Regions from separate parts of the Mus musculus genome. Here all the other regions are linked to region 2. A link is a contact called in public ChIA-PET, HiChIP or PLAC-seq and Micro-C data. All regions are on one chromosome and are shown on one strand. The core of a region is the stretch at or near the end of the contact, and the rest is flanking DNA. Distances in the headings are between cores, read along the strand shown. Region 1 holds the start of Hspa4 (heat shock protein 4). Region 2 holds the start of Vdac1 (voltage-dependent anion channel 1). Region 3 has its middle 42 kb from the start of Sar1b. Region 4 holds the start of N4bp3 (NEDD4 binding protein 3). Region 5 has its middle 48 kb from the start of Hspa4. Region 6 holds the start of Aff4 (AF4/FMR2 family, member 4). Region 7 holds the start of Sec24a (Sec24 related gene family, member A (S. cerevisiae)).

Evidence for each region. A called contact is a pair of places that touch in the nucleus more often than the background predicts. ChIA-PET counts read pairs in DNA pulled down with a chosen protein or histone mark. HiChIP or PLAC-seq counts read pairs in DNA pulled down with a chosen protein or histone mark.
Region 1: an H3K4me3 HiChIP or PLAC-seq map of bone marrow-derived macrophages shows a contact between it and region 2, with 8 times the contacts expected there. The contact joins the promoter of Hspa4 here to the promoter of Vdac1 in region 2. A contact is called at or near these places in 1 of 39 promoter capture datasets (hippocampal neurons), 1 of 484 Hi-C or Micro-C datasets (embryonic stem cells), 37 of 115 datasets of contacts at active chromatin or transcription factors (the 230-238 cell line, the SCID.adh cell line, T-cell acute lymphoblastic leukemia and 24 more) and 3 of 9 other capture datasets (adipose tissue, embryonic stem cells and macrophages).
Region 3: an H3K4me3 HiChIP or PLAC-seq map of the SCID.adh cell line shows a contact between it and region 2, with 12 read pairs. The contact joins the enhancer-like site here to the promoter of Vdac1 in region 2. A contact is called at or near these places in 2 of 39 promoter capture datasets (embryonic stem cells and pre-B cells), 4 of 484 Hi-C or Micro-C datasets (the Ba/F3 cell line, CD4 T cells, CD8 T cells and 1 more), 15 of 115 datasets of contacts at active chromatin or transcription factors (the 230-238 cell line, the NIH/3T3 cell line, the SCID.adh cell line and 12 more) and 2 of 9 other capture datasets (adipose tissue and liver).
Region 4: a contact with region 2 is called in a Micro-C map of embryonic stem cells, with 5 times the contacts expected there. The contact joins the promoter of N4bp3 here to the promoter of Vdac1 in region 2. A contact is called at or near these places in 1 of 484 Hi-C or Micro-C datasets (embryonic stem cells), 4 of 115 datasets of contacts at active chromatin or transcription factors (bone marrow-derived macrophages, double positive thymocytes, embryonic stem cells and 1 more) and 2 of 9 other capture datasets (adipose tissue and liver).
Region 5: a contact with region 2 is called in an H3K4me3 HiChIP or PLAC-seq map of embryonic limb bud, with 4 times the contacts expected there. The contact joins the enhancer-like site here to the promoter of Vdac1 in region 2. A contact is called at or near these places in 1 of 39 promoter capture datasets (embryonic stem cells), 1 of 484 Hi-C or Micro-C datasets (the N1E-115 cell line) and 14 of 115 datasets of contacts at active chromatin or transcription factors (the NIH/3T3 cell line, bone marrow-derived macrophages, craniofacial prominence and 8 more).
Region 6: a contact with region 2 is called in an H3K27ac HiChIP or PLAC-seq map of extraembryonic endoderm stem cells. The contact joins the promoter of Aff4 here to the promoter of Vdac1 in region 2. A contact is called at or near these places in 4 of 39 promoter capture datasets (cranial neural crest, hippocampal neurons, liver and 1 more), 3 of 484 Hi-C or Micro-C datasets (cortical neurons, embryonic stem cells and forebrain), 20 of 115 datasets of contacts at active chromatin or transcription factors (the NIH/3T3 cell line, T-cell acute lymphoblastic leukemia, acute myeloid leukemia and 14 more) and 2 of 9 other capture datasets (liver and pancreatic islet).
Region 7: an RNA polymerase II ChIA-PET map of memory CD8 T cells shows a contact between it and region 2, with 188 read pairs. The contact joins the promoter of Sec24a here to the promoter of Vdac1 in region 2. A contact is called at or near these places in 2 of 39 promoter capture datasets (liver and pre-B cells), 3 of 484 Hi-C or Micro-C datasets (CD8 T cells, pre-pro-B cells and regulatory T cells), 15 of 115 datasets of contacts at active chromatin or transcription factors (the 230-238 cell line, the SCID.adh cell line, astrocytes and 10 more) and 3 of 9 other capture datasets (adipose tissue, liver and macrophages).

The regions. Positions count from the first base shown.
Region 1 is chr11:53,299,163-53,302,113 of GRCm38.p6, reverse strand. Hspa4 (heat shock protein 4) reads left to right here and starts at 1,635. Exons shown (of 19, transcript NM_008300.3): 1 at 1,635-2,054. The coding sequence starts at 1,948.
Region 2 is chr11:52,359,301-52,362,173 of GRCm38.p6, reverse strand. It overlaps Vdac1 (voltage-dependent anion channel 1), which reads right to left and starts at 1,323. Exons shown (of 9, transcript NM_011694.6): 1 at 1,022-1,323.
Region 3 is chr11:51,804,051-51,807,178 of GRCm38.p6, reverse strand. No RefSeq gene overlaps it. Among named protein-coding and RNA genes, the nearest start is that of Sar1b, 42 kb to the right of the region's middle. Within about 2 kb of position 1,813, at least 254 of the 459 cell types and tissues checked have an H3K27ac peak or open chromatin away from gene starts, as enhancers often do. A contact at or near this core is called in the Ba/F3 cell line, CD8 T cells, the SCID.adh cell line and 9 more, where this site is marked.
Region 4 is chr11:51,649,672-51,652,865 of GRCm38.p6, reverse strand. N4bp3 (NEDD4 binding protein 3) reads left to right here and starts at 1,793. Exons shown (of 5, transcript NM_145974.3): 1 at 1,793-2,188. D930048N14Rik (RIKEN cDNA D930048N14 gene) reads right to left here and starts at 1,912. Exons shown (of 4, transcript NR_027958.1): 1 at 1,653-1,912. Gm30058 (a long non-coding RNA gene) reads left to right here. Exons shown (of 2, transcript XR_388627.1): 2 at 69-776.
Region 5 is chr11:53,251,151-53,254,311 of GRCm38.p6, reverse strand. No RefSeq gene overlaps it. Among named protein-coding and RNA genes, the nearest start is that of Hspa4, 48 kb to the left of the region's middle. Within about 2 kb of position 1,866, at least 35 of the 459 cell types and tissues checked have an H3K27ac peak or open chromatin away from gene starts, as enhancers often do. A contact at or near this core is called in the N1E-115 cell line, embryonic forebrain and embryonic limb bud, where this site is marked.
Region 6 is chr11:53,349,353-53,352,330 of GRCm38.p6, reverse strand. It overlaps Aff4 (AF4/FMR2 family, member 4), which reads right to left and starts at 1,564. Exons shown (of 21, transcript NM_033565.2): 1 at 1,202-1,564.
Region 7 is chr11:51,755,330-51,758,208 of GRCm38.p6, reverse strand. It overlaps Sec24a (Sec24 related gene family, member A (S. cerevisiae)), which reads left to right and starts at 1,375. Exons shown (of 23, transcript NM_175255.3): 1 at 1,375-2,132. The coding sequence starts at 2,036.

The DNA of each region.
Region 1 (2,951 bases), core at 386-2,885, 940 kb before region 2:
GTGTCAGGGCTCTGGGCTTGGGATTTTATAGGGCAGCAGAGGAAACTTTTGGGTGGGAAGATATTTCTGCCGACCTACTTTGTGCTTTCCCATGCACATACATTTTGGTGGAGTCCTTACTATGTTGGCATCTATGCCAGGAGTCTGACATGTTGATCCCTGGTCTGGAGCTTTTCTACTCCTAAGTACCCGAAGGGAGTTTCTCAGGTGCTGGGGGCTTTAGGCTATTAACCCTCACTTATTACCTTTGACTAGAAACTCTTTGCTCTCTCCTGATGGTGATAATCCAGAGTGTGTGTGCGCGCGTGCATCCACGTGTAGAAGTGCTGTGAGGGCGGCCATGTTCTGTGAGGGCGGCCATGTGCTGCACAGAGGCTTGAGGGAGAACAGATATCCCCTGTTGCTCTCTGATGTAGTTTTTGGAGGCAGGGTCTCTCTCTGAAACTGGAGCTCTAGTTTTTGGACTAGGCTGCTAGTCAGGGAGCCCCTCCAGTTAACCTCTTGTCTTTGTCCTGCTAGGTTCTCGATGACAGATCGAGATTGGGATTCAAACCCCAGTCTGTATGGTTTCACAGCACGTATTAACTGTGGAGCCATCTCTCCCGCACGGTTTACTGTGTTGGACACCGTTAGGCACCTATGAACAAGAGGTGACAAATAAGTGAAATTTAAAAATCCTTTCAGTTTTGTGGTGTTGGGGATCCAGTCCAAGGCCCTGAGCCTGCAAGTGTTCTAGCACTGTACTCTATATCCTCAGCCACAAAACAGCCAGAAACCGGGAAACTTAGGATCTTCCTCCTGCACTCTGGGTTGGTAATAATCAGAAACGCGTTGAAGCTGGTTCCCCTCCAGCTTTCCGCAACTGGCTAACGTAGTGGTCACTATAGTTTCAGATTCTTTAGTTTAACGCAGGGTGGGGGCATGGCTGTAAGTGGGTCCCAGCACTAAGGAGAAAAGAGCTTCCGAATTTCAAGGTCATCCTTGAGGACTGTCCTGCAGGACATTCTGTCCCCTCCCCACCTACTCTATATAATAATGTGTTAGCATTCACATAAACGTGACACTGGTCTTAGACCTCCCACTCCACGGAGCATGTGATTTGGACCCTTGTGTCCAGCTCAGGGAAAACACCTAGGACTGAAAGGTCCCTCGTCTGATCACGGGAAGTGAGTGGTTAAAAGTAGGTGGAAGCGTGGCTTCGGATTCTTTTAGTTAGCGCTTGGTTTTAATACTGAGTTTTACGTAGAGCCGAGCTGAAACCCTTAGCGCCCTTAGCAGGATTAACTCGAGTTCACTGTGGGGCCTTAAAAAAAAAAAAAAAAACCCTGCAGAGAGCCTGCAAAGTCACTGCCGGAAGTCCCTCCGCGGTGACGAGCACGGCGGAAGTGGGTTCAATGCAGCTCCCCGAAGAACTGTCTCACTCCCGCTCGCCTGACTTCTGGATGGGAGGCGCCCTGCAGCTCAGGGAGGATTGTGGGGGGCTTCTCCGCGCAGGCTCAGTGGCCCACTTCGCGTCGGACCGCTTCCGTCCCCCCACTTCCTTTCACGGTTCCTGTGCCAGGACGTGACGCCAGACTTCGTCAGACGGGAGGAGCCTTGGGAGGAAAAGCGTCTGAGCCGGGGTCTCGCGAGAACGTTTCGTTTCAGCGCAGTTCTCGCGCTGCAACCTTGCTCCTGTTGCAACGAGAGCCTTCGAGATCTTCTCCGCCTCCGCGACCGGCGCCTCCTCTGCGGCCGTGGAGCCGGAGCCGCGGCCCGAGCGGTAGAGGCCCCCGTCTTTCTCCAAGCCCCAAGCCTCCTAGCGGACGGTCGTCCGGCTTCGCCCGCCCAGCCGCGGCGCTCCACCGGCCCACGCGGCTCGCCCTCTTCCACGCGCCAACCCCGCCGGGTTCCGTGTGCAGTGTCGGCGGCCGGCCCTGGGCCCGAGCCGGAGCAGTAGCCGGCGCCATGTCGGTGGTGGGCATAGACCTGGGCTTTCAGAGCTGCTATGTCGCTGTGGCCCGCGCCGGCGGCATCGAGACGATCGCTAACGAGTATAGCGACCGCTGCACGCCGTAAGTGGGGCTTGGCTGGCGGGGTCGCCTCGCTTTCCGGGCGAGGGTCCGCAGGAGACCCCCGCCGAGTGCCGGGTCGCCCGCGGCTGCCACCTGCTTCGGATCCTGGGCCTGCGCCAGGCACGAGGCCCTTTCGCGCGGGCCAAACGAAGGCTTTGAGCCGGTACTCTGATCGGCGGAGGGCAGGAGCAGGAACTGAAAGAGAAGGCGGGCCTGAGACCGTGGGATGGACCGACCGCTCTCACCTCCTTTTTTGGGGGGGGGGAGGGTTTGGGTGGTTCGGTCTGAAACGAGGTCCAGGGCTTGCTGAGCTCGTCGAATCCAATAGAGGTTCAAACTCGGCCCACGGCGAGCATTTAATAAAAGTTAACTTGCAAGATTGTGGCCTCGGGACTGGGAAGCGCTCTGAGTCCCACGTGAGTGGGGGCGGGGTGGCGCCCGGAAGATGTGGAGTCTGAGTACCCACGGCAGGCCCTGAATAAAGTCCATGCTTTTCTTGATAGCGTTTTAACTCCCTTCATTCGTTTTTGGATATTGAGTTAGGTTGGGTCATTCCTTACCCAGGCTGCTCACCTATTCCTTAACAGCGTTAGTTTTTCATGCTAATGAATTCCAGCCGGAAGGTTGCCACAATTGTTAATGCATGACTCAAGGGCTCTGTTTGACTTCTAGAACTTACATGAAGTTATGGGACCAGTATAGACAAATCTGCAAAAAAAAAAAAAAAAAAAAAAAAGACTCACTCAGAGCTTGCTGGAGTAAAAGGGAGTCTACTTTTTAGATATATGTAGGATTTTTTCCCCCACATTTAGCCCAGGATGACCTAAAATTTTCATTCTGCTTCTGTCTGCTAGAATCTGGTATTACAGGTGCGTTAAAATTTTATTTATCTGGCGC
Region 2 (2,873 bases), core at 74-2,573:
TAAAATAAAATAAAAGTCTGTGGAGGATGAGTTCAACCCTCCCCAAAAGCTCCTAGGTCTCCTAGGCAAATGTCAAGGTTTCTAAGGTGTCCTTGTGCATGCCCCAAGGCTTCGTGTTAATCGGATCATTTTATTCTTTCCCCCAAACTCAGTGAAGTGTATATAATTGCTCCTATTTCGCAGATGAGAAGATTGAAGTTTTAAATCTTCCTACCAGTGTGACCTTGGACAAACCGTGTAGAGTTGCGGGCCTCCAATCTGATGTCAGGCCCTGAAAACAGTTTCCAGAATGCACAGTTGCATTTGGCGACACAGAACACGGACTCCGTCCCCGAGGCCAAGGAGGCCAAGCGTATGGCTCCCTATGGGGTCTCGCTCTCAGTCCAGGCCCAGGTCCCTGTTCCTGCGGCCTAAGTCCACTCAGGGCAGCCCGTTCCGCCCGGGAAGACACTGGCATGCGCGGGAGGGACCCGGCGCCACCTACTCCGGGCGTGGGCCGGCTAGGGCGTGTAGGGGCTGGGGGATCCAGGGCATGGCCGTGCCTGGAGTTCGTCCTCTCGGCGGAGGAAGCTGGGTCTGCACAGGCCCTTGGAGCTGGTGGGGAAGGGCTTGGGCCGTGGGAGGGTCTCTACCAGATCCACACCGACGGGATCTAGAGCCAGAGGGCGCCGCCGGGAAGGTCACCTAGACCCGCGGCCCGCCGGGCCTCCACGCGGCCGCCCTTGCCCTTCCGCTCCTCGCATGTTCGAACCGCCCCTGGCTTCCAAATGCAGGTGCTCTGAACGCTCGAGCTAGAATCTGGGAGATCCGCTCTGCGCCCGCCCTCCAGGCCTCCTCTACAAGCCCGCTGCCCCTCCAGGCCCGCAATGATCGTCCCTGGTTCACCCTTCCCGGGGCCAAGCGCTTAGGCCCAGCGCCCTCGCCCGAACCTCCCTCGATCGCCTCCCTGGAGACTTCCCAGGAGCGCGACCCGAGGCCCTGGGGACTCAGGCATAGCCCAGGCCCTCTCCGCTGCGCCTACCTCGGAGGCGGTGACGGCGGGAGCAGCGGCAGCTACGGCGGGGGTTGCGGCGAGGAGGCTGGGAGCGCAGCGAACGGGCCGAGGGCGGAGCGGCGCAGATCGCGGCGGCGCGGACACGCCCCAGCTCTGCGCGCCGGACCCCGAAGCTCCGCCCTCGGCTCCACCCCGGACAGCGCCCAGACCAGTCTCGGGGTCTTCTTCCCACTCGCGAGCCGCGCTCTCGCCCTCTGCGGCTCTGTGATCATGTGTGGCCGCGCGTAAAGGCCTGCGTGCACTCTGGCACGGGGCGATAGGGAGGCGTGGGTCTGACGTGCGTGAGGTGTGTGCGTGCGCGGGGACACGCGGGTCACTGTTGCAGCCTCCAGGCTGCTGGAAGCATTTGGGAAGAGGGGGAGGGGAGCTTCCGGCACACAGAGCGGTGGCCTAGGGACCTCAGCGGATAGTGTCGCCGGAGTCGCCGAGGCTGCAAGTCACTCGGAGGCCCAGTGGGGACACTGGGCTCTGGAAGTGGCGCTGTATAGGTCAGAGCGGCTACTGTCCCCTCTGCTCCAACCTTGATTTCCGGAGCCTGCGACACGCCCGCGTGCGTCAGCGAGTCAGTTGCAAATTAAACTCTCCCGAGAGCCGGCTCCGCACTGTAAAGTTGCGTGCAATCTTCCCTAGTGTCAAAGCCTCTTTCCGCCATTTCCCAAGCATTTAAGAAATTAAAAAAGACAAAGTGGGTTTGTGAGACTGCGGAGTCTCGCTACGTGAGGTCACGCGGGTTCTGGATGTCTGCTTTCCTGCAGTGTAGAGAGGGCGGACACTTTTTCCCAGCCTGGTCTCAGCACGTGGCCTCCTGCCCTGTTGAGCGTGCCACACCAAGACTAACCAAATCAGGTTTGGAGAGTTTGTGAAATCACATGTGAGTGAAGACTTCACACCCTTTGCCTTCTACTAACAGACGTCCGAGGAGAATTCAGGCATTTGGGGTCCAGTAGAGGAGACGCCAGGTGGTTGCTCACAACCTGCTGTAGCTGAACAAGACAGCTGGGCATCCGCAGCCACTCTAGATTGAAAATGCTGTTCCGTGGGCTAAAGGAAGGGAACCAAGAGAGAGAGAGGCCGAGGAGAGGGAATGTAAGGGGGCCTAAGCCCATATCTAGTTAAGACTATGAGGGAAAGCCCTTCGAAATAGAATGTGGGCAAACAGATAGCTCCGTGGTACAGGGCTTGCTTTGCATTAGAAAGAACCTGTTCCCAAGTCTGCAGCTCTATCTACCCGGCAACAAACACCCAGCCCATTCCCGGAGTTAAAGCCAGGCAGGGAAAGCTGCTGAGTCACAGGGGCGTACAGGGAGGCAGAGTCGGAAGGACAAGACCTGGGGACACAAGATTTGTCTCCAAGAATCTTAACACTTGACCCAGAGCCCTGATGCCCAGGGCTGTGTGTCGTGGGTGGGCAGAAAGTCTGGCTTCTCGGAACTTCGCCCTGAGAGTCTTTCTTGGTTTTTTTTTTTGTTTTGTTTTATTTTTTGGGTTTTTTTTTTGTTTTTGTTTTTTGTTTGTTTGTTTGTTTGTTTTTTCCCGAGACAGGGTTTCTCTGTATAGCCTTGGCTGTCCTGGAACTAACACTGTAGACCAGGCCGGCCTCGAACTCAGAAATCCGCCTGCCTCTGCCTCCCAAGTGCTGGGATTAAAGGCGGTGTGCGCCACCTCCGTTCAGCGCCCTGGGAGTCTTGGTTTTAATTTAAAATGAATGGAGATGCAGAGGACTGGTAAGGCACTTACCTAAAACTCAGCGAGTGGCTTGTGTCACTTTTGCTGGGGAGACAGACAGCTATTTGCGGTAGAGAAGGCACAGATGACAGAT
Region 3 (3,128 bases), core at 564-3,063, 560 kb after region 2:
TGCTATGATCAACTTGAGACTCAGAAGGTCAGCCAGAGATGTGCAGAGGAAAACAAGGGAGAAAAGTAGCTTGTTGAAAAACAAAACAAGGGGCTGGTGAGATGGCTCAGTGGGTAAGAGCACCCGACTGCTCTTCCAAAGGTCTGGAGTTCAAATCCCAGCAACCACATGGTGGCTCACAACCATCTGTAACAAGATCTGACTCCCTCTTCTGGAGTGTCTGAAGACAGCTACAGTATACTTACATATAATAAATAAATAAATCTTTAAAAAAAAAAACAAAAAACAAAACAAAACAAAGCAAAACAAAAAACCACCCATAACACCCATTACCCACTGCTATTTGCAGAATCCAAGGGGCTAGTTGGTTCTGGTATCAGTTGTTTGGGATATTGGGCTGCAAAGACGTAGCTCTTGCCTCCAGCCACAGCTTCTGGCCACTCCTTGCTGAAGAATCATCTTCCTGTCTCCAGAAAGGTCTTGGCTGTTGTTATAAAGGATTGTTTTCCAAGACAAAGGGCTGCTGCCTTCAGACATGCTGATGGGTTTCTCTGCAAAATATCATTAAACAACCAAAGGCATAGCTGAGCTTGTTGGCTGTTGAGGTTTCCCCATGGGAGGAGGGATGGAGGGTCTTGGGACCTTCACCTGACTATCCAGATACTCCTTCTAGCTGATCATAATTGTGTTCTTTCCTAACTGTGTGTGGCCTTGGGGGTTTCAGGAGGGGCTTGGAAGACCTGAAAGAAGGGGGCTCCATGTATACAACCACAGAAGCCATTCATTTTTGTGCCCACCTTCTAGTGCCGCTTCTCAGAGATCACCCATACTCCTTTGCAACCCCCTCATCCTTACTCTGTGAGTAACTTTAGTGAAGTCATTGGCTCCCTAGGCTGAACTTTGGTGGAATCCAACTTTGGCTAGTTTGTGGGAGCTAAGGAGGAGCAGGGTAGACGATTCCTAATCCCCACCCCTCAATTCTCTCACATATGATACAGGACACTGAGACAGAAATTGTACTTGGAGGCCATAAGACTTACTAAATGCCATGGACAGTCAGACGGCTCTGAAGAGAGGGAGTCAGAGCCCATGTGGCAGAAGTGGGTGTCTCTTGTTTACTTGTTTTTGGAGACAGGGTTTCTCTGTGTGGCCCTGGCGGTCCTGGAACTCACTGTGTGTCAGGCTGGCCTCAGACCCACAGAGAGATATCTGCCGCTACCTCCTGAGTGCTGGACTTAAAAGTAAGCACCACCACCGTGCGGCTTTCTTACAACTTTCTAAGGAGAGAAGTTGGACCACACAAGCCTGTAGCCAGGCTCTCCAATCCCGGGCAGGAGGAAGAGAAAGGGGGTGGGGAGTGGGGCGTGCGGCCAGAATGCCTCCTCTGAGTTAAATTCAACTCCCCAGGTGAGACTCTTCGTCCTAACTAGAGACTCCACAGTGTCCCCAGCTGGGCACCTGCCAGGATCCGTGGGCGGACAAGGCTGCTGTAGGTATGTGTTGGCCTAAGCAACAGCTGAAGGGGTTTTTTTAGGTACTATTTATTTTTATTTCATGTGTATGAGTGTTTTGCCCTCATGTACGTGCACCTGTACGTGCTTGGTGTCAGGTTACTTCCTGTAGAGAGGTTGAAGGGGGTAAGAGCGAGGTTTGGTCGGACCTTAAGTGAGACCGTGTTTATTCACAGTGAAGAAGCATTTCATCACCCACGTCTGGGTGGCCAAAATGCCTACAGAAGACAGTACTCCAGTTCCTTGTGAGGCGGAAACAACTACCAGCTACATTGTAGTCCCACCCTTCCAGGAACTCCTTGGTCTGGCTGCAAGGGACGATGGGAAATGTAGTCTTTTGGCAGGAAACTCTCACTTGATGTTCACAGAAACCTGAGAACTGAAGTGGATGTTGGACTCTTTAGTGCCAGAACCAAGAGCAGCAAGTTCACTTAAGCACTGAGCCTTCTCTTCAGTTCCAGCAGCTGGAACCCTCCCTCTCTCCCCATAAGGTCTCACTCAGGCTAGTCTTTTTTTTTTTTTTTTAAGATTCATTTATTTATTTAAAGTACGTGAGTACACTGTAGCTGTCTAAAGACACCCCAGAAGAGGGCATCAGATCCCATTACAGATGGTTGTGAGCCATCATGTGGTTGCTGGGAATTGAACTGAGGACCTCTGGAAGGGCAGTCAGTGCTCTTAACCTCTGAGCCATTTCTCCAGCCCATCAGGCTAGTCTTAAACTTGTGGCAATACTGGGATTGTGAGTAGAGTAATTCTGGTCAAAGCCTGAGCTCTGACAGGGCTAACACCACAGGCTCTGCCACTCATCCACAGTACATTAAATACATAGACATTAGTGAAAACAGACAAAGGAGATTTAGTTGGTGTGGCCACATTGGGAAGAGAAGCAGATAGAGAGCTTTAGTGACCTCCACCCCCAGCCCAAAATCCATCTTCAGCCCTGACATGAGGTTTAGGTTTGAATAGAAAGCAAGAAGGAAGCATGCTTAACTAAGCCATTGTGGTCAAAGTGTGGTCCACCCATCCCTGACCCATCATTGTCTGTCCTCTCAGGTGGGCTAACAGTTGTCAGAATTAAATCTCTCTCCAGGAGGCAAGTTCTTCCTTCAGCCAGCACCAGGGCTTGCAACCTTTTCCTTCTTGGGACCCTTGTTTCATTTGTTTCAATAGCCTGAGAGTAGTCAGAGACGAGTCTCTAGACCAGCTTCACCTGTAAAGACTGTTAGGGTCACAGGATTACAATCGTGAGCTGCCAGCCTCCCAAATGCATCCTATTCACGATCCTCTAGGGTCCTCACAGCATAAACATCTAGTCCAGTTCAGTTTGACTAGGCAGCCATGAAGCAATTTTCTAACAGTCGAAGCATCTTGCCGCCACCTTTCTGAATGCAGTCATTTCCAGGGTGACCTTTCCTGTGCCTCTACTATACCCTGCACATGGGATGGACTGCACCATCTTGTTCAGGCCTAGCCAGTCCCAGGCCAGGGGTTAATATGAAGACTGGTCAGATATGATCTCAGCTGTATCAAGAGTCTCACCTCAGGGCTCAGTCAGGTGCTTCTCAGGTAGACATTGCCTCTGTTTCAGTAACTTCAGCTTGTCTGTAACATAGT
Region 4 (3,194 bases), core at 544-3,043, 710 kb after region 2:
AAATGCCCTAACTCCACAAATACTTGGTAATTATTATTGTTGCTGTTATTCTTGTGTCTGTATTGCAGAGGCTCTGCAGGATGATCCATGAGGCAGTTCTGGGACAACACCTGTGTGCCACCTTTGGGGAACTCTCCAGGCCCTGGCCTCCCTTCAGAGCTCCTCTACATCTGAACATGTCCAGATTTCTCCAGCTCTGGGCCTCAGAACCATGAATACACCTCCCTGAGGAAACATTTGAATTCTGGGCTTCTGTCAGGCTACTTGCCCAGAGAGGCATTTCCTCAGGTCCCCAAGACCATACGTGTGCTCTTATGGTCAATGTTCATCTGTCTCAGGCAACCCCGCTCCCCCATATACCTGCAGTCCCTGCATGACTGAGATACCAAGTGCTGTGAATGAGGTTTCTTAAAGAGAAAAATCCATTGTTAACATTTGACTACGGTAGAAATAGAAAACAGAGGCGGCAAATCGGTACCTGCTGGGCCACAGTAATGTTTTGTTGTTTAAATGAAGTTGACTTGCCTGATACAAAATTATCCATTTTAACTTAAGGTACTGGGAATTGAACCCAGGGCCTCAAGCAGCCTCTGAGAGAATGCTCTCCTACTGAGTCACACCCCAGCCCTCTGTAAGACAATGTAAAAGGAAAGTGCTGTCACCACCACCTGATTCCAGGACAAAACCCGATAACTTGCAAGGATCATCCTCATTTCTCCCTCCCTGTGGCTTCTAGCACTAGCCTGCATTCTGTCCATAAAGGTTCACACATGGTCTCTGCTGGGTTTCTTTGACTTACCATCACTTGTTAGAGGTTTGAGTTGTAGCATGAAATGGCACTATGCCTTTTCTGTGGTAAGTAATATTCCACTGTATGGTTGGACCACACTGTTTATCCTTTCACTAATTGCTGGAGGGTTTGACCTGTGTCCTTCTTTTGACTGTTATACACAGGATTGCTATGATCATCTGAGTGCAAGCACTTGTTGGCATACCTGATTTCTTTAGTCATATACCCAGGAGTGGAAATGCTATCATGAATCTGTTTAACTTACTGGTTTGGTTTTTTTTTTTTATCTTAAAAACAACAACAACAAAATTACGTGTATGTGCCAGCGTGAGTAAATGTGCACCCAGTGCGAGTAATGCCCCCAGGGGCCGGGGGTGGGGGTGAGGGGGGGGGCGTTCCATACCCTGGAACTGGAGCTGCAAAGGATTGTGAGCAACCACGTGGTTGCTGGGAACCAAAACCGGGTCCTCTGCTAGAGCAGCAAGTACTCTTAACCACTGAACCATCTCTCCATACACAACCCTTACCACCCCACCCCACCCCACCCCACCCCACCCCACATCTATGTTTAACTTTTTAAGGAAGAAAAGGTGTTCCAACTTCTTACTCTTGAACGTGTCTGAGTGTCCAGCCTTCGGTTTCCGTCCCCGCTACTGGCTTACCCAACCCATATGACTCATTTACACTATCAGTCTGGCCCCTAAAGGCATCTGAACCTGCCGCCCCTAGAAGGCTGCACAGGTAAATCAACCTCCCTCCAAAATAAAAGTCCAGCGGCTAACTACTGTAGACGCCTACTACACCTCTTCGGCTCTTAGAGCGCGTCTTGGGTTTATTCTCAAACGAGGAAAGTGGCGCTTACCTGAGAAAGAGGCGGCAGAGACCTGACCAACCCATCCCAGCAAGCCAGTTTGGAAGCTGGTTCTGGAAGGAAACCGGGTGAGGCGGGCGAGGCCCGAGTTGGAGGAGGAGGAGAAGGAGGAGCAGCAAGCAGTGCGGCGCGCGCTCTAGAGCCTCGTCCGGGCTGGGGTCTGCAGAGCTGCTGCACGTGAGCGAGCGAACGAGCACGCATCGCGGTGGCCGCTGCACCATGCGCGGCTAGCGGTGGGGTCCCGGCCCCGCAGCACCCGCGAGCCCGGGCGGGGCTCAGGTCGCTCGGGGGCGGTGCCGGTTCCCGCCCCCCACATCCGGGGGCCGGGCTGGGCGCTGGGGCTCGCGCCGCGCGGGTGAGTCAGGCCGGGTTTTCCCTCCGTCTCTGGGGCCAGCGGACGAGTGTCGCCCAGTGCGTCCTTTGCCCGCCGATCCGGCTCCCGCGCGTTCCCGAAGAGCCTGGGAAGAGAAAGGTTCGAGACCGAGCTGGGGACTGCAGCGCGCCCTAGGATTCACGGAGCCAGCATGGTAAGTGGGTAGGGCGGGTCGCTGAGGTCGTTCTCGGACACCCGGCGGGGGTTGGCAGGATGCTGTGCGCGCCCCGGTGTCCTCTGCTCCCGCGCACGAGGCTGACCTGTAAATGCATTTTCCGTGGAGCATCGCCCCGATCCCCACGCCGCAGCTAGGAGGGGCAGGCGCCCTTGGCGCAGGAGTCTGACCTCGGCCTCCGCCCCCTGCACCAGCTCTAAGCAGGCCCCACAGACGGCGGGCGGGAGACGTGCACCCCACCCCGCCCCCTGGGTAGCTAGGAGGGCCTCCGGTAGTTCTGGGATCCCTTGCTTCCTCCACAGCCTTCCTGGGCGCAGTTCCACCGGGATGTCCAACCTGTCTTCTCTGCCGCCTTCCCGGGGACACCACTCACCTGCCCTCACCCTCAGGGTACCCTCTTCCTGCCTCAGCCCCCTACTGTGTCTGGTCCTCACCTGGGGACCTGCGAACAGGGGACGTCCCAAGGTCTGGGACTCTGTTCCAGTCCTGACTTTAGCCTTTGACAAAAGTAAGGACCAGGACTCTTAAGGTATCTCAGTATTAAGATGGGAGCTTGGGACATACCCAACCCAAAGATACAGATTGGGAATGGTTGTCCTTGGGCGGGAGCAGAGGCGGGAGGCCCTCCTGGACCTAGAGATGAGCCTCCTCCCAGGCTCTCACAAGCAGGGCTTCTCTGCCGACTGGCTGCGTGTGGGTGTGTATGTGCAAGACTGAATGAAAGCGACCAGCTAGTTCCCGACACCGCCTCTAGCAGTTTCCTGAGCTCAAGAGTCCCTAAACCTGCGCCACTTCCACTATTTCTTCTTCTTACCTCTTTCCCCAGGGCGGGCAGGAGGGATCTCTGGGAGGGGGGTTAAGTTCCATCCCTCTCAACCTTGCCCTTGGGAGAAACAAGCATGGGGGGCTGGGCAGGCTACGTAGACAGCAGAGTATACTAGTGGAAGGTGACCCCTAGCTGGGACAGCTGGGTGTAGTATAGAGG
Region 5 (3,161 bases), core at 617-3,116, 890 kb before region 2:
AGAGAGAGAATGTGAGTTGAAAACCAAGGAGGATACCTCCTCAGGAAAAAATAGTACCCAAGGTTGACCTGTGGCTTCCACGTATGCATGCAATTCCCCACCAGGATGGGCAGCGCCCTTAACCAAACCAACCCTTCCTTCCAGAAGTTGCTTCTGTCAAGTACTTGGATGCAAGTAACTAAGACACACCTAGAGATCTGACCACTAAAGTGTGGTGTTACTGGGTAATAACGAAGACTCTTGCACTGATGTTAACCTGGGGTAGACACTAGGGTAAACACTGAAGAGTCATGGGATAGACAGACACTGGGGTGGACAGACACTGGAGTGGGTAGACAGACACTGGGGTGGGTGGACAGACACTGGGGTGGGTAGACAGACACTAGGGTGGACAGACACTGGTGTGGACAGACACTGGGGTAGTCAGACACTGGGATAGACAGACACTGGGGTGGACAGACACTGGGGTGGGTAGACAGACACTAGGGTGGACAGACACTGGGGTGGACAGACACTGGAGTGGGTAGACAGACACTGGGGTGGGTAGACAGACACTGGGGTGGACAGACACTAGGGTGGGTAGACAGACACTGGGATAGACAGACACTGGGGTAGACAGACACTGGAGTGGGTAGACAGACAGCAAGCAGCATATACAGACACCAATATACCAGGGTTGACAGAGACTGGCATAGACATTTATGCTACCTGGAATCAGCCTGAAACCCTCCCCTGTCTCAGCAGGTCCCAGGCAGTCCCGAGCTTCCACAGCTTCAGGAGAACCTTCCTTCCTGTCTCTAGCAAGCCAGGGTAAGTCCTGAGAGGGCCCAGCAACTGCAGAACCCTCCCCCTGGGAGAAGTGGCTGTTAGCCTCTGGGCTGGAGTTGAGCTACTTTCTGTTCCTTCTGTGACACAGGACTCTATCCCAGGGCTTCACGTGCACTAGCTAAGAACCTTTACCAACTGAGGTACAGGCTAGCCATTTTATTTATTTTGAGACTGGGTCTCATGTAACCCAGGCTGGCTTCAAACTTGAACTCAGATCCACTAGAGGACTTTGAACTCAATCTGCCTCTATGTCCTAAGTGTTGGGATCCTAGTTATGCACTACTCTGCCCAGTTTATGTTGTGCTGGGGACTGAACCCACGGCTTCATCATTGCTGGGTTAGCAGCCCTACCACCTGAACTACCTTTGCCGCCCCAGTTGTCCTTTCTAACCGAGCCTGTCGTCTCCAGCGTTCTGACTCAGGTACATACATAGTAAGCCATCCCTCCCTCAAACTAGAGAATGGCTCTCTGGCATGAGGGATCCTGGCTGCTCAGGGGCTGTTCCTGGGTCAGCTGGCCACGCCACACCATTTCCATTAGTTCAGATCCAGCTTCAGCCTGCTCTATACAGCTTTCACAGATGCTTTCGAAAGGAGCCCTAAATCAGAGCCAACTCATCAAGTGGCTCTGACTATTAACAAAATTGCTTCCTGCTAATTTGAGTTTACAAAATAAATGGCTCCTGACAATCTGGCAGGGCTGCGTGGCGGGCACCCCACCCACCATGTGCTTTGGGTACAGGACAGGGCATCCACAGGGGAACAGGGGAGCTCTGGCCCAAATGCCATGGCAACCGTCAGAGAGGACTTGGGGCTATCACAGATAGATAGGCTGAATTATTTGCTGGGTTTGTTCATCACTCCGAGGAGTCTGGGATGCTGCACTGGCCTAGCAACATGGTTACTACAGGGCCTGCAGCTGCTATTATGCAGCTCTTTGTCTAGCTGGGCCTGCAAATAAGTGGATAATGAACAGTCATCAGGCAGAGAGGGACAGTGCGGCCCAGACAGCTGAGCCTGGAGCTGAGAGAGGCACAATGGAAAGAGAGGGCTGGGGGACAGCTTGACCCCAGGCATGCAGGGAGCAAGGGGCAGCACTGTGGGGTAGAAAAGAATCCAGGGCAGAGGTCAGTCAGGTCAGATACTGGCAAGAGCTTGAAGTTCAGAGCCATAAAAACCTTGTCCAGTGGGAAGATGGCTTAGGTGGTAAAGTGCTTGTCACATACGCATGAAGACCAGAGTTCAATCCCCACCCAGCATCTATTTTAAAAACTGCCTGTCTTGGTGATATATGCTCCTAATCCCGGTGCTGAGAAGGTGGAGATATTCATCCCCTGGGCCTTGATGGCTGAATCAGTTGTGCTCCAGGCATGATTCTCCAAAACAAGTGGGTGCCTCCTGTGGTAGCCCCCCAAAGGGGTAGCATTATTAGGAGGTGTGGCCTTGTTGGAGTAGGTGTGGCCTTGTTGGAGGAAGTGTGTCACTGTAGGAGGCGGGCTTTGAAGTCTTATATAAGTTCAAGTCTCATGCAGTGAGACAGTCTCCTTTTGCTGTCTGGCCCCAGCTCCATGTCTACCTGCACACCACCATGCTTCCTGTTACAATGGACTAAGCCTCTGAAACTGTAAGCCAGTCCCAGTTAAAGGTTGTCCTTTATAAGAGTTGCCACGATCATGGCGTCTCTTCACAGCAATGAAACCCCAACTGAGACACCTCCTGAGGGAGGGAGGCCACCTGAGGGTGACCTCTGACCTCCACGTGCCCTCTCTACCCAGTCTGAGACAGGGTCATCCCCACTGTTCACTCCAGTGCAAGCATTACCTGGCCCTTGCGTTTCCATCTTGCCACAGGAATGCTGGGAGGAGAGAGGACCATGTCCAGCTTTTCTGTGGGGTCTGGGGATCTGAACTCATGCCTTTATACGTGCACGGTAAGCCCTTTGCGCACGGAGCCACCTCTCTAGCCTTTATAGTTTGCTTCTACAAAGTCTCATATAGCCAAGGCTGTCCTTGAACTCTTGATATTCCTGCCTCAGCCTCCCCAGTGCTGTGATACCTGAATTTGGGTTCTGGAAGGCTGGCGAGGGGGTGGCAGTCTGATGGCATGTGGTGGTCTGATGGCATGTGCCACACAAAGTATAAAGTGTAAAGGCAGCAACTGGTGACTCCCTTTTCCTCCATGCCAGGACTGGGGTCTTTAGAATGATCCCGAGTGGCCCGTCCTCTGATGCACCTTGAACCAGGGACTGGAAGTGTGTTTTTCTGCATGGTGCGATGGGTAATTACCAGCACACCAACACTGAAACGCAGCCTTGGCTCGAGGAACGAACACAA
Region 6 (2,978 bases), core at 315-2,814, 990 kb before region 2:
ATTAAAAAGAATCTCATAAACATTTCAATACTGATAAGTTAAAAGGACCATCCAAACAAAAGAGTTTATAAAGCTTCGGAGAATCAACATGGAAACAAAGCTTTAAGCTTTGAACCTCCCCCCACCACCACCTCGGCTCCACAAAAAGCACACATTTTAAATGTCACACAAACAGCCTATTCACGGGCACCTAGGGCTTAGATTCCGGCACTGGAAAGGAGGCTAGCTTCAGTTTAAAACCTCAGCGGGGAAGAAAAACCAGAATTCTGACTTGCAACTGACGAAACTCGGAGAACCCTGAATCGAACTCTTGGTTCGAACTTCACTCACAACCATTTTCAGATCAGGGCTCTCGACTCCCCATAAAGGTGTCATCTGTGAATGAAAAGCCTAATAAGGAGACCCCACAAACACCCTGGGCTCCTGTACCCCATGATCCGTTCTCAGAGAGTGGGAAGCAACAGCAAAGTGGAAGGAACAAAGCACTGACGTCAATTACGAGATTAACCCTGCGCACAGGCAGCTGGGGAGGCCTAAACATCAATACCCAAAGCCCGGCCATGGCGATCGCCAGGTACCAGGCCGGTTCCGAGCGGGAAGGAGGGTTTCTCCTATTCCAACCCAGGTTCCCATTTTTCCACTCAAACCCCATCGACCATCAAGGACGGAAATTAACACCCCCCCAGCCTCCCCCCCTTTTTTTTTTCTTTCGGTGGAGGGGAGGTGGGAGAGTGGGGGTGGGGGGAGGTGCGCAGGATCGCGAGAAGGAAGGCGAGAACTAGTTGAGAAATGATAGCCAGAATCTGGGCCTATTTTCTCTTTAACTAGGAATGACTTGAGTCAGACGAAGGAAAAATTTTTCAAAGGATAAATCCGCCGACCGAATCAAAGGGAGGAATGGAGGAAGGGACAACGGGGGGGGGGGGGGAGGAAAAAAAGAAGAAACGGCCAGATGATGGGCGTCTGGAATGTCGGATGGGAACGGCTTGGCCTTTAAAGAAAAAAAAAATGATTTTTCTTGTTTGAAATTGATTTCGGAGAGAAAGTGGGACGAGAAAACGTAGGGCGAAGCCGGATCCAGGGGCCCCCCGCCCCGCGGGTCTCCGCCAGCGTCAGCGGCCGGAGCCTCGCCTTCCCCGCGGCGCGGCCGCGCCTCAGACGTCAGTCAGTCAGTCAGGCAGGCAGTCAGGCGGCTTCTCACCTCCAGTCCCCGCTCCGCTAGGCCCGAACCATTTCCCGACCGCGGCTGCGGCGGCGGCGGCGCCCGGCCTGCACCTTCACCGGACGCGCATTCGGGCCCGCCCAGGAGGCGGCGACCGGCTGCCTGGGGCGAGGGGCAGCGGCCGATCCGGAGGCCACGGGGAGCCGAGGCGGCGCACCTCACACCGCGGACGCCAGGGTTCCGCCCCGCTCCATGACGGCCCGGCCGAGCCCCGGACGGGTGACTGAGGCGGGGGCGGGCTGACGGGGCCCTGGCACCAAGATCCCCGCCCCGTCCGCTGGGGGCGGCGGTGGCGGCGGCGGCGGCGACGACTCGACTCCCGCAGCCGGGACTGGGACTGACGCAGTGGCCGCGGCCCATGTGACCAGGGCCGGGCTGCTGCGAGCGTCACGTGACCAGGCCGCGCCCCTCCCGCAGGCAGCGCGGGGGCTGCGGCCCTGCTGCTGCTCTGGAGGCGGCGTCGGCGGGGCTGACGCGCGGGCTGACGTGCGGGGGCGCCTGGGCCCGGGGCTGGGGAGCGGGGATGCGAAGCGCGGGTCGCAGCAGGTTCCGCGGGGCCGCACCAGCGTCAGACCCGGGGACAGAACCCGGCCCGGGGCACACGCCCTCCTGCGCAGCCCGCTAGGGAGGCGCCGCGGGGCGGGGCGCAGCCCGGCCGACCGGTTTTGGGGTGCAGGTGAAGGCCCAGGCCCTGCCGCCCGTGTCCCGCAGCGCACCGCAGGAGTAGAGAGGGAAGGATGACGTGGAGGTCCGCAGCGACGTCGTCCACTGCTGCGTGTGACTTACTGTGGGAGGATAAGCCGGCCCTGCATCGTCTTAAAAAAATAAATAAATAAATAAATAAATAAGTAAATAAATAAATATCAGCCTCTGTGGGCTACTTAGTGGATTCAAGGCCAATCTGAGCTACTAAGAAAACCCTGTCAAAACAACACACGGCGACACACACACACACACACAAACACCATCGCTCTTAACATCCTGCTAGTCCAGACAAGCCATAATTTAATTGGAATCAGTAATTAGACAAAGTTTTAAGGTTTCCTAGAATCCAGTAATAGTAGCGCAAGAAAAGTGTCCTCTTCCTCTACATCTGAAAAACATACAATCCTGTCATTGGTGTCCCATGTCTCTTATCTGCTTTCTTTATTTGATGGTACCTCATGCAGATTCTCCACCTCTAACATCTTGAAACACTTCACTCGTTATTTGTAGTTTGTAATTTCACAGTTTGGAAATCCACTCAACTACACACGAGTTCTAAGCCATGTCTCAAAACCACTATCGAGGTATGGTCTGGCGCACACCTTTAATCCCACCACTCTGGAGGCAGAGGGAGGAAGATTTCTGTGAGGCTGATATACATATCCAACACTGGGCAGGTCAAGGATATATAGTGAGAGCCTGTCTCAAAAAGAAAAACACTAAATAAATCTTAAGTTTTACATAGGGTTTCCTCTGTGTAGCCCTGGTTGCCCTGGATCTCACTTTGTAAAACAGGCAGGCTTGGTGCTCAGAGATCTGCCTGCCTCTACCTCTGCTTCCTAAGTGCTGGGATTAAAGAAGTGTATCAGTGTGCCTGGCCATCTTTTCTACTTCCTTATGAAAAATACTGGTGGTGGTGAGATAGTTCAGTGGCTTAAAGGCACTTGCCCACAATCTTGGTGACCTAAATTCTATCCCTGTAGCACACATATATATCTTTCCTTAACAGGTACATTCACACATCACACTCACATATAGACAGCCACTTGAA
Region 7 (2,879 bases), core at 126-2,625, 600 kb after region 2:
ATGCCGGGATTAAAGGTGTGTGCCACCATCGACCAGCGTGTAAATACTTCTATGTAGGTACCCATACATACAGAAAACAAACTTTAAAACAATAAAACAATCTTTTTTTTTAATTGTTTAATTCCACTCAGAGCAAATATATTTTAGTATGGTTTTGAGGTAACTATTAATGAAATCAAGGTTAGGGTAAATTTGTATATGTGGTTACTGCTTGCTTCTTGGGTCTGACAGTAGTTTTAGATTGTGCTCTTTTTCTGTAATACTTCGTAGCCAGCATTAGATAGTAAATGAGTTTGGTAAGATGTACTTTCGCCCGAGGTTGTGAAACTCATGGCATAATACGTTTCAATCAGCAGCACACATCTGTGAAGGACTTTGTCATCTGCTTGGAGCAGGTAAAACCAAAGTAGCTAAAGATCACACTGATATCACTAAGTATGTTGCATAACCAACCAGTTTCTACTTCTCTTTGGTCTTACAAGTCAGAAAGTCTGTTTGGGGGTAAAAATAAAAGCAACCCACAAGCTACTTGCCCAGAAAGGACATTTGAATTATTCGACTTAATGTAAACTCTCATAATGTAAACTGCCTTTAATTCTTTTGAACTCAGGGCTTCTTCCTACAAGGTTAGGGAAACTCTTTATGAGTGACCTACATATCTAACCCCTTTTAAAGAAACTGAGTCCTGGTAAATTGCCCAGGCTGGTCTTGAATTCAAGATCTTCCTGCCTCACTTTTCTGTATCCAGAACTATAGGAGTACGATACCATTACAATTACCATTTTAAATGTTATTTAGTCCGGGGCCTCAGTATTTTTTTTTTTTTCGGGACAGGGTTTCTCTGATTAGCCCTGATTGTCCTGGAACTCACTCTGTGGACCAGGCTGGCCTCGAACTCAAAAATTCGCCTGCCTCTGCCTCCTGAGAGCTGGGACTAAAGGCGTGCGCCACCACGCCCGGCTTGGAGCCTCAGTATTAACTAAATACTTGTTATTATAGAAGTTGCCTAGCTCAGTGTAAACTAAGGGCTTCCCTAGGACATTGGACTCCATTGTCAACACTGGGATAGGAGAGGGATGGATTCCCGATCCATGTGTGGTGGATGTACTTCGGAGTGACTATGCTACCAACAGGCTAACGTCAAAATTAATCTTAATCCTCCAGTTGAAAAGAAGAGCTTCCTCCTTAACGTCATCAGACATTTTAACCTTGACCCAGCATCTTCACTCCAGCCCTGGCTGACCTGACTAGGCCGCCTTCGAACTTAGAACACTTCTGCCTCGACCTCCTGATTGCCGCCATGTCCCGCCCATGACACTTTGACAAACACACGTAATTGAACACCTCTTTTTAAAATTCTCTTGCACTCTACAGCTGGCATAGCATCGGCTGGGCCACCAGCGGTAGCCGAGGACATCGGTCGTCTCAGGTAATCCTCAGAGAATCCCGGAAGAGGAGCCGGGTCTCTCCTGTCCCACCCAATCGATTCTAAAAATCCGCACCACCCCTGGGACTGTCAGCAAGGTGACGTTCTCCACGCCGGGTATTTTCGCAGTGGTGACACAGGCTACTTCCGGCGGGCGGCGGGAGTCCGTGACGTGGCAGGCGAGTCCGTGCACGGTCCTCCGGGCCCGGACACGGGACTGTCAGGTGCCCTCGGGGCAGCTCCCCGGGGACAGAGAGCACGGCCGCAGCCTCCAGCCGGAACCGGAAGTGCCACGTGTCCCCACTGTGCCTGCGCGGCCGGCGGCTCCGCCCAGGGCCTCCCTCCTCTCCGGGTTCGGCTGCTGCCTCCGAGCCCGGCGTTCCCAGCCCAGCCGGCCTGACTCCGGAGCCTCTCCGCGCCCTGGCCAGGTCGTGGCCGCCGGCGGGCAGAAGACACGGACACGCCATGCCTCTACTTTGACGTGCCACCCCGCGTGTTCCGCTTCTCCGGCCTCCAGGTCCCTGCCCTCGGTTTTCCTGTTGGAGCTCTTAGGCTGGGCGCTGCGGTCGACCCCGACGGCTCCGTCTTACCCTGAGATCCCCGGGCGCCATGGCCCAGCCCCGGATCCCCGCTGCCCGCGGTGCCGCAGCTAGCCTCCAGGCCCAGAACGGAGCCGCCTCAGCCTCGGGGTCTCCCTACACCAACGGTGAGTGCCGCACGGGGGCGGGGAGGGCGGCACAGCTCGGGCCAGGGACAAGTCCCAGCCAGGTCTACCGCGGGGAGTGGCGGATGACGGCCTGGACCCGGGAGCCGCGGTGGACATGCACCTGCAGATCCACGCTGGTGGGACAGTTTCATGTGTATTTATAGGTTCAGCCTGCAAACAGTAAGCACCTGCAGTATGCAACGTCTGAGATAAACAAGAGGTGAACAAGAATCGTAGACGAAATCAGTTCCCAGAACTGCCTTATGGAGGTCATAGTGTCTGGGTGTCATCACGCAATGCGCCACCTCAGTCCTGTGTCCTGGAGGGCAGGGTTCATCTCGGGTCCGCAGGCTCGAAGTGCAGGGGGGTGGCGGGTCAGTGCTTATTAATACTAATTTGCAGAGATGAATGAATGACTCCGTCTTTGACAGATCCCTTTAGGACTTGCTCATCTCTGCAGGGATCTTTCTTCAAGGATCTTCTTCCTACGACAGTCCTTGGGCCTCCTGTTTAGTTTTTCAGTTGTGGAAGAACCAAATAGATGGATGGCTAGGGCTTCGTTTCTAGGGCCCTCCTCTTCATTTAGAATGTAAGTTAGTCACAACTCTCTGAACCCTAGAGAGAGTACATCTGGCACTATAATTTATCATTTGGCGGGAGAATATCTTATAATTGGATATCTCTTCTAGGATTCCTGACGCCTTCCTACAGCGTGATTTGCTAAGCTTATTTTAATTGATATAATAA